3 separate regions of the Mus musculus genome follow, and all the other regions are linked to region 2. The links are chromatin contacts, called in public promoter capture Hi-C maps. All regions are on one chromosome and are shown on one strand. The core of a region is the stretch at or near the end of the contact, and the rest is flanking DNA. Distances in the headings are between cores, read along the strand shown. Region 1 has its middle 40 kb from the start of Gm39910. Region 2 holds the start of Dph6 (diphthamine biosynthesis 6). Region 3 has its middle 170 kb from the start of 4930528P14Rik.

What was found. Promoter capture Hi-C pulls out the DNA fragments that hold promoters and counts their contacts.
Region 1: a contact with region 2 is called in a promoter capture Hi-C map of liver, with 4 times the contacts expected there. The contact joins the enhancer-like site here to the promoter of Dph6 in region 2. A contact is called at or near these places in 11 of 39 promoter capture datasets (the 3T3-L1 cell line, the HPC-7 cell line, the SN4741 cell line and 6 more).
Region 3: a promoter capture Hi-C map of the 3T3-L1 cell line shows a contact between it and region 2, with 4 times the contacts expected there. The contact joins the enhancer-like site here to the promoter of Dph6 in region 2. A contact is called at or near these places in 9 of 39 promoter capture datasets (the 3T3-L1 cell line, 3T3-L1-derived adipocytes, cranial neural crest and 5 more) and 3 of 115 datasets of contacts at active chromatin or transcription factors (embryonic stem cells, extraembryonic endoderm stem cells and pancreatic cancer cells).

What each region holds. Positions count from the first base shown.
Region 1 is chr2:115,448,361-115,451,766 of GRCm38.p6, forward strand. No RefSeq gene overlaps it. Among named protein-coding and RNA genes, the nearest start is that of Gm39910, 40 kb to the left of the region's middle. Within about 2 kb of position 1,876, at least 12 of the 459 cell types and tissues checked have an H3K27ac peak or open chromatin away from gene starts, as enhancers often do. A contact at or near this core is called in liver, where this site is marked.
Region 2 is chr2:114,653,360-114,656,551 of GRCm38.p6, forward strand. Dph6 (diphthamine biosynthesis 6) reads right to left here and starts at 1,605. Exons shown (of 9, transcript NM_025675.5): 1 at 1,472-1,605. The coding sequence starts at 1,494.
Region 3 is chr2:115,176,210-115,179,321 of GRCm38.p6, forward strand. No RefSeq gene overlaps it. Among named protein-coding and RNA genes, the nearest start is that of 4930528P14Rik, 170 kb to the right of the region's middle. Within about 2 kb of position 1,407, at least 7 of the 459 cell types and tissues checked have an H3K27ac peak or open chromatin away from gene starts, as enhancers often do.

The DNA.
Region 1 (3,406 bases), core at 626-3,125, 800 kb after region 2:
ACACACTACACTTCCTTTTATATTCATCCACTGATAAGCATTCAGGCTGATGCTGTGACCTATGTATTGTTAGTAGTGGTAAGATAAACAAGAATATACAGTAACTCTATTGTAAGCTGGCTTTTACTCCTTCAAGTATATACCCCAAAGTGTTCAACTGGATTTTATAATACTTCTATTTTTAGGATTTAGTTTATTTATTACTTTCCTAGGAAACTTTATACTAACTTCAATAGTCTATGTATTAATTAACATTCCCACTAACAGCCAACAGGGGTCCTTCATCCCCACATCTTCAATACCATTTGTTACTTTTGTCCTTTTGTTGATGTTTTGTATGAATGCAATGGAATCTCAAGGTAGTTTCTTTAAGATTTATGGCTTGTTCATATTTATTTTGGGTGTACAAGTGTTTTGTATGTGGGTATATATGTATAATAAATGCATGTCTTGTTCCAGAAGACATTAGAAGAGGCATAAGATATCCAGAACTACAGTTACAAATGGTTGTGATCTTCTGTGTGGATGCTGGAAACTGAATCCAGGTCATGTTCTAGAGAAGTCAGAGACCTTACTACTGAACCATTGCATCACACCCCTCAATGTAGTTCCATTTGCCTTTGTTGGATAACTAGAGCTGTTCTCTCTCTCTCTCTCTCTCTCTCTCTCTCTCTCTCTCTCTCTAATAGAAGAGTCTCAAATGTAGTCAGATAGTTGAACTGGACTGAATTGTCTCCCAGAAGAATCCACAGAAGCTGGGACAGTTGCTGAGTCGCATGCCCAGCAAACCATAAGAGACAATACACGGGAGGATGGAGGGGTGGATGATAACTCAACAATGTTGCTCCAGGCTGAGTCATTTTTCTGCCTCACGTATGATCAATCATTTTGTCTAAGCACACTATAGTTTCTTCTGGTCCAATAGGGCCAACTGCCTTGCCCACTCTTATCTTCTCTGAGTCATGATTGTATCTCTTTGTGCATTAATAATTGACCACTGTAATGCATTGATATTTCTTGATATTTACAAAGCCATCTCACTGAATCAAAGAGAGATGGAAAAATCACAAATATTTTCCCTTATCCTAGGTAGATACTAGAATCACCTATACTGATTTTCCAATGGCATAAACCTAGGCCCTACTACCAAGATCCTAAGAGATGTGTAGTCAAATAATAATTAGGGCATTCTACAGAAGATTCTACAAACTGAGAGAAAATAGAGACCAAATTCTGCAACTCGGGCTTCCATAAGATAAACAACTGCAACAAGGAAGCACGCCCTTCTATGCTGGTAGGTTTTCAGTCAGACCTACCTTCTTGTCATTCTTGAACATCAGTATGCCAGTCAACTTCTATGCCTTTAACTCATGCTAATCTCTGTGCTAACTTGTCCTTTCTCATTGTTTTCTATATACCTCAAAGTAATAATTACAAGAGAAATATTTGTTTACAGGTCACAGCAGACTTTCCTCGGCACTTCCCCACAGTTGCAATGTTGAGAAACAAATACGTTCCTTATTTCAACTTTCTGTCTAGGAATTGAAGTTCATCCATGCCGGGTAACATAACCAGTATATGAACTGCAGAGTGATGCTGATAAGGATCAACCAGGAGTAGGAAGCTGAGCAAGGTCTTTCAACATCAAAGTCCAAGACTGCTCTAATTTGCCTCGCCTTTTTTAATTAAGTGTACTCAGCACTCTGTAAAGTTGAGACTCAGACCTAATGACATGCCAAAACCTCTTCCAGAATGTTCTCAATCATTGCACCTAGTTTGTAATGGCAAATAACAACAGCAAGATAGTATACCAGGCTCTGTGCCCAGAGGGCTAAAGCTACCTGGCATGGTTTTCTTTGCCGAGAGGGGAGAGATCTAGTCTTAGTGGAGTCAAAGAACTTACAGAGCTTACGCAGCTAATAAGTGGCAGAACTGAGCTATTGATTAGAGAGTTCATGTACTTGACCTTTGGGCAATACTCCCATCCCTACCAGCCATCACAGTTTTTGCTTGTGTTAAGGTTAATTATTAACATGCATTTCTTTCTTCTTCATGAGAACTCTTTGGGTTTAAGAAAATTCTCAGAACACACATGCATAACCCAAACATCCATAATTCTTTAACCATTTCATAAGTATCTAGCACATCTATTCATGTGAGTCTGACAAGAATGGGATCAGAATCTTTAAGAACCAAATGCTCAGAAGAGGAATATTCAATTTAATCAATTTAATTCAATTCATCTTTCTTTCCATTATGTTTCATCAAATTTGTCTAAAATAAAATACTTTATGAATGCTTTTAGATGCCAAACCTCCTTCAGCTTGCTCTCTCAGGAATACCAATTGAGATATAGTATGGGCTTATATCTAGGAAAGTGTAAATTGTTGATAATTATTTACTGCTTTCTTGCCTTCTCTCTTGCTAACAAGACAGCCATGGCTACTAACTAGTACTATTCTTTCTAGAGAGTCTTCCCCTCAAATTGTTTGCTCTAACTTCACAATAATATGTGTTTTCTAGGGTGACATTGTCTCCTAACTACTGTAAGTCTGCCATAATTAGGGTAGATAATATGAACTATAAGTGCATTCAGGAATATTGAGGTGTTCCTGAGTAGTATCTGGCAAATGATATTCTTCTTCCTCTGAAATCTCTTGTTTCTAAAAGAAGTTACACCTGTTTCTGAATTCCTTGTTCACATTTTCCTCCTTGTTGAACTAGCTCATATTTGTCCTTACATGCTCATACTCTCTCTCTCTCTCTCTCTCTCTCTCTCTCTCTCTCTCTCTCTCTCTCTCTCTCTCTCTCTCTCTCCTCTCTCTCTCTCTCTCTCTCTCTCTCTCTCTCTCTCTCTCTCTCTCTCTCTCTCTCTCTCTCTCTCTCTCTCCCTCCCTCCCTCCCTCCCTCCCTCCTCATTTTCATTATTTTGACCATGATGATTTTCACTGTGCCCAAACCTTCGGTCTGACGTACAGGTGGTTCTCATTGCAGCCCATTTAAGAATATCAACAGTGGTTTTGCAACAGCAGCTCTGTTCACCCAAACAGCTTGTGACAGTCCATGCAAAGATTTTTATCTCTTTACATAAAACTCCATCAATGTTGCAGGCTCAGATGCAGAAATTTTAAGCCATGTGTTTTTGATACAGAAGACTTTTCCCCTTAGGCTTAGAATCAAAGAGAGACATCACATCATCCTCATTCCTTCAATGGCAAAAGGTTCATTCACACAACAGTCATTTGAGGGTGAGTCTCCATAAAGCCCAATTATCAACTCTGTCTAAAGTTAACAAGATTGCAATGGATGCTCACATAGAAGGAATAGTCAGTGGGTCGCTCTTGTCCAACAACATTCAATAATTTACATTTGCTGTTTTTCAGTAACTGCAACCTTTTATTTCTCC
Region 2 (3,192 bases), core at 355-2,854:
AGCTTCCATTCAACAGGACATCTTTTTTTTTTTTTTTTTTTTTGAGTTTTTTTTAGTCTTTGACTTAGTGATATAAAAGAATGTGTTTCATTTTGTCCTGGAAATACATTCATACCCTATCAACTGTTGTACACACAAATTCAAATACATGCATGTGGGTACACAATGCACACAGATTTATCAAACTGAAGCTTAAATATATGGCCATGTTATACACAATCATACACAGTACATGTATATTTATTTTGTGCATTCTTATTTCCTAATATACAGCTTTTAATTGTATAATTTCTCAAACAGCACCTCTAAATTCCTATCCACTGAGTGTTTTGAGGAACACACTCCACTGAGACTTTCTTCTCTCCAGTTTCACATGTTTTACTACCCTGCTGAGCTTCGGTAAACTAAGTTCCATGGCTGCCTTCCTGGCTCACATTTAATTTTTATCTCTCTTCACCAAATAATCGTGATGGTTAAAGTTTTATTCCCTTTATGTGTAAAATTTATTAAATTATGGTGGGTTTTCATTTCCTTAAAATGGCACAGAATCAACAGATCTGGCATTTTCCTGCCACTAGAGAAACTGGCTTACCTAGACTGTCACCCACTGTCAACTAGCATCAGTTACCTAGGGCATTAACAACAAATGTGTACGTGTGCTTCACTAGGCTAACAAAAAGAGACTGTAGCAATAAAGTGGAATTCACACTTTTTTGAGGTCTAAATCTCAAGAAACAATACACTTAAGGGTCTTAAACTAATATTGCTATGCCCCTTATCACTGCCAGGCACTGAAACAGATCAAGGATAGCTCTGCTTATCAGCTATAGTATCTGGGCTTTTAAGTAAGTTACTAGATTTCAAACTACTTTTGGAATATGACTTGGGTTGCCCAGGGTCAGTAAGGCAAATTTGTATCCAACGCACTCCAGAGCATCTAGAAAAACCTAGCTTATTTTCAACTCAACCAGGAGGAAATACATCTGTCAGTAGCTTGAGTTCCAACGGAGGTGTCTGACAACATAGGAGCAAAGCAATCTCAAACCATCTAGGGGATCCTACAGCTCTCCCGGCAAGCCAGAGATGTGAGAAGAGAGTGAGGTTGCAATCCTCCTTCCTGGAAAGGATCAAGACTGAGGAGAATTATAGAGGACAAAAACTGCTAACAAGTAAGTGAAGTTAACAGCGGCTCTCAAAGTTCAGAGCAAATAAAAGTCCAACAGGCGTGGTGACCATGCGCCCACGGAGGAGGAGGAGGACCCAGGAATTAGTGCTGTTTAGCTTTGCCAAGCTGCCAGAGAGGAGGCGCGTGGGGCCAGGGAGCCCGAGCAGATCGCCCCGCCTCTTCCGGTGGCCGTGGCGCCGGCCGGCCCACGCGGCGCCCCAAGAAGTGGCTCCGGATGTTTCTACAGTGGCCGCGTCAGGATATAGCCTTGCCCAAGAGTAAAGCGATGGCCCCAGTCCTCATTACCTGATCAGGGCCGCGACCCTCATTCTGGGCGCAGTGTGCGTGCGTACGTGCGTGCGTGCGGTAACCACAGACGCCAGGCCCGGGATCCCGCGGCGACTGGACCTACACGCGCGGTCCTCGACCTGGTGTCTGCTGCGCTGCCTGCCCTCGACCATGCCTACTGCCCCTTCAGCACCTTGCTGAACACCCGGGTGTAGAGGCTAGGTAGTCTCAGCATCTGTTCCCTGATACATGGATATATGGCTCAGAATTTACAAAAAGAAAAAAGTTTAGGCACAGCCTAACCACCTAAGTAAGGGCAGTGAAGCTGCCAAGGGAAGGGCATGGTCCTTGGTAAACCGCTTGAGGGTGCTGGGATTGTCTGGGTAGTAAATTCAAAGTCACAAGTTCTAAGATTTGAAACACTACCTTGGAAAGGGGATTTAGTCTCTCTCCTCTCTTCGTCAACTACAAGAAAGAAATCTTTTCGCCCTTCCTACCCCCCCTCCAAAAAAAAAAACCCACTAACCCCTGATCACTTTTAACTTCGAGGTTTGCATCTCTGCCCATTGAACCAGTGAGGCTACATGACCTCCGCCTCCTATACTGTGTTTTTGCATTTTCCCAATACAGAAACTGAAAAACTTGCACTCCAGAAAGCAAAACGAAAATCTAATTTAAAATACGTTTGCCAGTACTTAGTTATTTGAATGTACTAAGCACTCTTTGGAGCTCCTGGGATCAACTGGTGTACGATATAGACCACCATGCCTACCTACATCCATGAACAAGGAGTTTGTGTAGAGGTGTAGGAAGAAGAGAATTTAAAAAGAGAATTGTATGTTAAAGTGAAAAATACTGTACCAAAAGAGAGAGAAAGAGAGAGACAGAAAAAAAATGCAGAAATAGAGGGTACACGTGGCATTATTGGTGAGTTAAACTAACTTAAACATATACATCTTTGAATATTATTCATATGTAAAGAATGTATATATATATATATATATATATATATATATATATATTTTTTTTTTTTTTTTTTTTTGAGACAGGTTTTCTATGTGTAGCCCTGGCTGTCCTGGAACTCACTCTGTAGACCAGGCTGGCCTAGAACTCAGAAATCCACTTGCCTCTGCCTCCTGAGTGCTGGGATTAAAGGTGTGCGCCACCACTGCCTATGTATATACACATTATATACATGTAATACATATATATATATATATATATATATATATATATATGTGTGTGTGTGTGTGTGTATATGTGTGTGTGTGTGTATATATATATATATATATATATATATATGTATATATATACATATATATATCTCCAGTGAATGCCCAAACTCCCAAAATCCGTCTTCCCAATGTATCCATGTTGAATAAATCTCCCTTTCTGATTTCTACTTTCACCTGGCTTTTTTTTTTCCAGCCTGCTGGTTCTGGCCATATTTATTTCATACATGTGGGATACACTGTCACTGCCTTTAGACACAGCCTTAGACAGCATTGGATGCCCACTACAGATGGTTGTGAGCCACCATGTGGTTGCTGGGAATTGAACTCAGGACCTCTGGAAGAGCAGTCAGTGCTCTTTACCGCTAAGCCATCTCTCCAGCCCTTCACCTGGCTTTTAAAATTGTATTTTAATTAAAGACTGCTGGCAGGACATGAATTGGGCACAGGTTTTGAACTGAAGGTTTGATGACAAAAGAACAGGTAACTGGAGAAGAGTAACCAGAA
Region 3 (3,112 bases), core at 157-2,656, 520 kb after region 2:
TGACTCAATAGAAGAAGAAGTGGGATGAGACTGGAACTTATTGGTACAACAAAGGACGTTCTGAACAACACACTGATAGCACAGGATCCAAGACCAACCATGAATAAATGGGACCTGGTGGAGCTGAAAAGCTTCTGTATAGTAAGAATTTTTTTCTTTACAGTTTATTTTCTATTGCATATTCCTTTAAAAAATGTCAACATTCCTAAATATATGACATCTTAATGGTGTTCCCATGTACATAAATATAGCTTTGGTGTCCTAAGGCTTGAGAATTTTTTATGGAAAGGACTACAAATATGAATACAATATTTATTAACCCCAACATTTGCTGGTATGTTTACCATGTTCTACTAATTATATCTTAACATGATATAATCATACAATGCTATATTGGGAGGCAGTTGCTATAAAAGTATACTGCTCAAAGATGCTGATGACATATATTCATTCAAATTGTGGTCCTGCCTCTTAGAAAAGAGATTTTCAGCTATAGATGAAATAAACTTTCCCTGAGTGTCTTTTCTTTCACCTACCCATGACAACTACAGTAAAGAAATCTCTCAGTATCCAATAACTGTCACTGTGACAGTCAGATCTGACTGCTCACTCTGTCTGCTTTCTTCATGGGAATGATCTGGCATTCCACCGTTTCTTTTGAAGACTCAAAATCAGATCTGTTCCAACCAAGCCACGAGGACGCACCTGAGAGAGATGTTCCAACATGATAACATCCTAGGAAAGTTAAACAGTTGTATTAGTTAAACTCTCTGGACCACGGTCACAATATTTTACTTCCAGATAGAATAAAAGCTTGCCTTGCCTTTTTGGGCTATTTATCATGTAAGCATTCATCTCTGTGCCAGGCAAGCCCTCTGCTAGTTTTTGTGTTAAATATCTTGGAATAAGGGTGAATGCCATAGCATCAGGAAAAACAAATCTCATAAAAACAATCTTGTAAATGAGCTATAGATTTAAAAACACACCATTGACTCATCCAAAAAAGGGCTTGCCAGAGATCAGAGGCCTATTAAAACCCAGAAATGTTAACATCTGTGGCTGTATTGCATGAAGGCAAAGACAGAGATATATTGGTACCATATGGGAAGGAATCTGATTCCAAAATCCAGATTTGCTGGTATGTACCCCAAATAAGTTGCCAGGTTTCTAGAATAAATACAGTCAAAGATAAATGTTTTAAAAGACCCATAAGAACCGCATCTATGAAATTAAACAATCTTGTAACAAAACCCAATACATCTTGGTATATATTGCAGTTACTGTAATTCTTCAAAAGTAGGTGCTCAAAGCAGATCAGAATCATGAGTCTATCATGGCCTATACTGTAAGGGAAGCTTGTGGAATATTCCTAAGTGAGATGCTAGGACAGGGAGAGATGGGAGCATTTACGTTGTTTAGCAGTCACAATTCCGGATCCTTTGTAAGTTCTACAGTGATCAGAATTTGCTCCAGGAGTATAAGGCAGGTCCATGGGAGCTCGTGTGACCTTAATGCAGGTCTACTAATGCAGCATCATATAAAGAGCCAAGGTTCTGTCTGGTTAGAATCTATTAGTTTATATTGTGACCGAGAGTCTGATGTCTTTTCAAAAGCGGGGAGAGGGGGCAGAAAAACAGTTACTGAGAATAGGATATGGTGTGTTCATGTGTGTTTTTCTATGGTTGTACATGCATATATACATGTGTTGAGACTACTACTTAAGTGTCATTTCTTAGAAGTCATGGACTTTATGTTATTTTATTTTGAAACAGGTCTATCCTTTGAACTTGAACTTGCTGATTACTGTAAGCTGGCTGGACAGTGCATTCAGTGATTACACAGGCTCTGTCTGCCCCAGTTCTGGGAATACAAGAGCAGATGGTTATCCCAGCTTCTTTGCATGAGGTCTGGGGATTAAATCTCCTGTCCTCATGCCACATGACAAGCATTTTACTAACTGAGCCACTACACTAGACCCCGAGTCTCTTGAGAGGATAACTGACTCACTAAATCTGTCAGGACTGAATAGGAGAATGATCAATTTTTTCATTCATATTTGAGAGAGAAAAGGGGTGTCAGGGTCACACTTAGTCATAAGAATTGGATTTTCTTAGAAAAAAAAAAGAAAGAAAGAAAACATCAGTTGAATTCACCTGGCAGTGTTCACAATGAGGAAGTAGCTAAGGCACTATCTAATTTAGGAGAGCTCACTAACCTTGTAAAGCATTGATTAATCTAACTAATCTTCTATAATCACATTGTTTCTGAAGTAATAACTAGGCCTATCTTTAAAGAAAGAGGGGCTGGTTTCCTTAATCGGTTTATAGCTATAATTTCCAAACAGGAAAATAGTCTTAAGGGGCAAATATCTCAAGGAGTAGATACAGTAACTAGATCTAGAGTCAGTAGAGGCAAGAAGTCTATACTCTTGAAATTAAAACCTATATATTACCCAGGGAGTCTCTTCTGGAAATGAGACAAGAGGAGGATCCTTTGTCTTCCTGGAGTTGAAATACATTAAAATCTCACAGAAAGGAAGGAGATAGTATGTCAAGTAAGCTTATCTCCTCGGGATTTCATTTGCATTCACCTGTTCTTTCATATATGGAATCTTTCCAACTGTCATAGAAAAAATTTTTAAAAAGGAACCTACTTGCAAATTTTGCACAAAAAATTACAGAAGCAGAGTCCAACACTATTTTCTATATCTATCAGTTGTTAAGAAAATATACTCAAATTCTCCTTAAATTAAGTCTATGTGGGTAAAGAAAAAACAAGCTTTAATTAGCACTCGGAGTGACTAGAAAACTTGCAGAAGATGACAAAGCAAGGACATTTTTCTCTCTTTCTTTAATCTCATGTACATGTTCCTTTCCAGCTTCACACACACTGTGGACCACGTGGTGGACACGATAGAGGTCATTTTGCAAGAGGGCAAGCAGTTATTTGGGAACACTACAATAGTCAAAGCAATGGAAGTATTGGATGTGACCAGTCAAGAATAACTCCTGACTTTCTTGACAGATGATTGTAGAAATTTCAAAACCCGTGACACTTTTAAGCACAGGAGAAGCCAAATAGAAGAGTTTCTTGGACACAGCTAAGGACATAT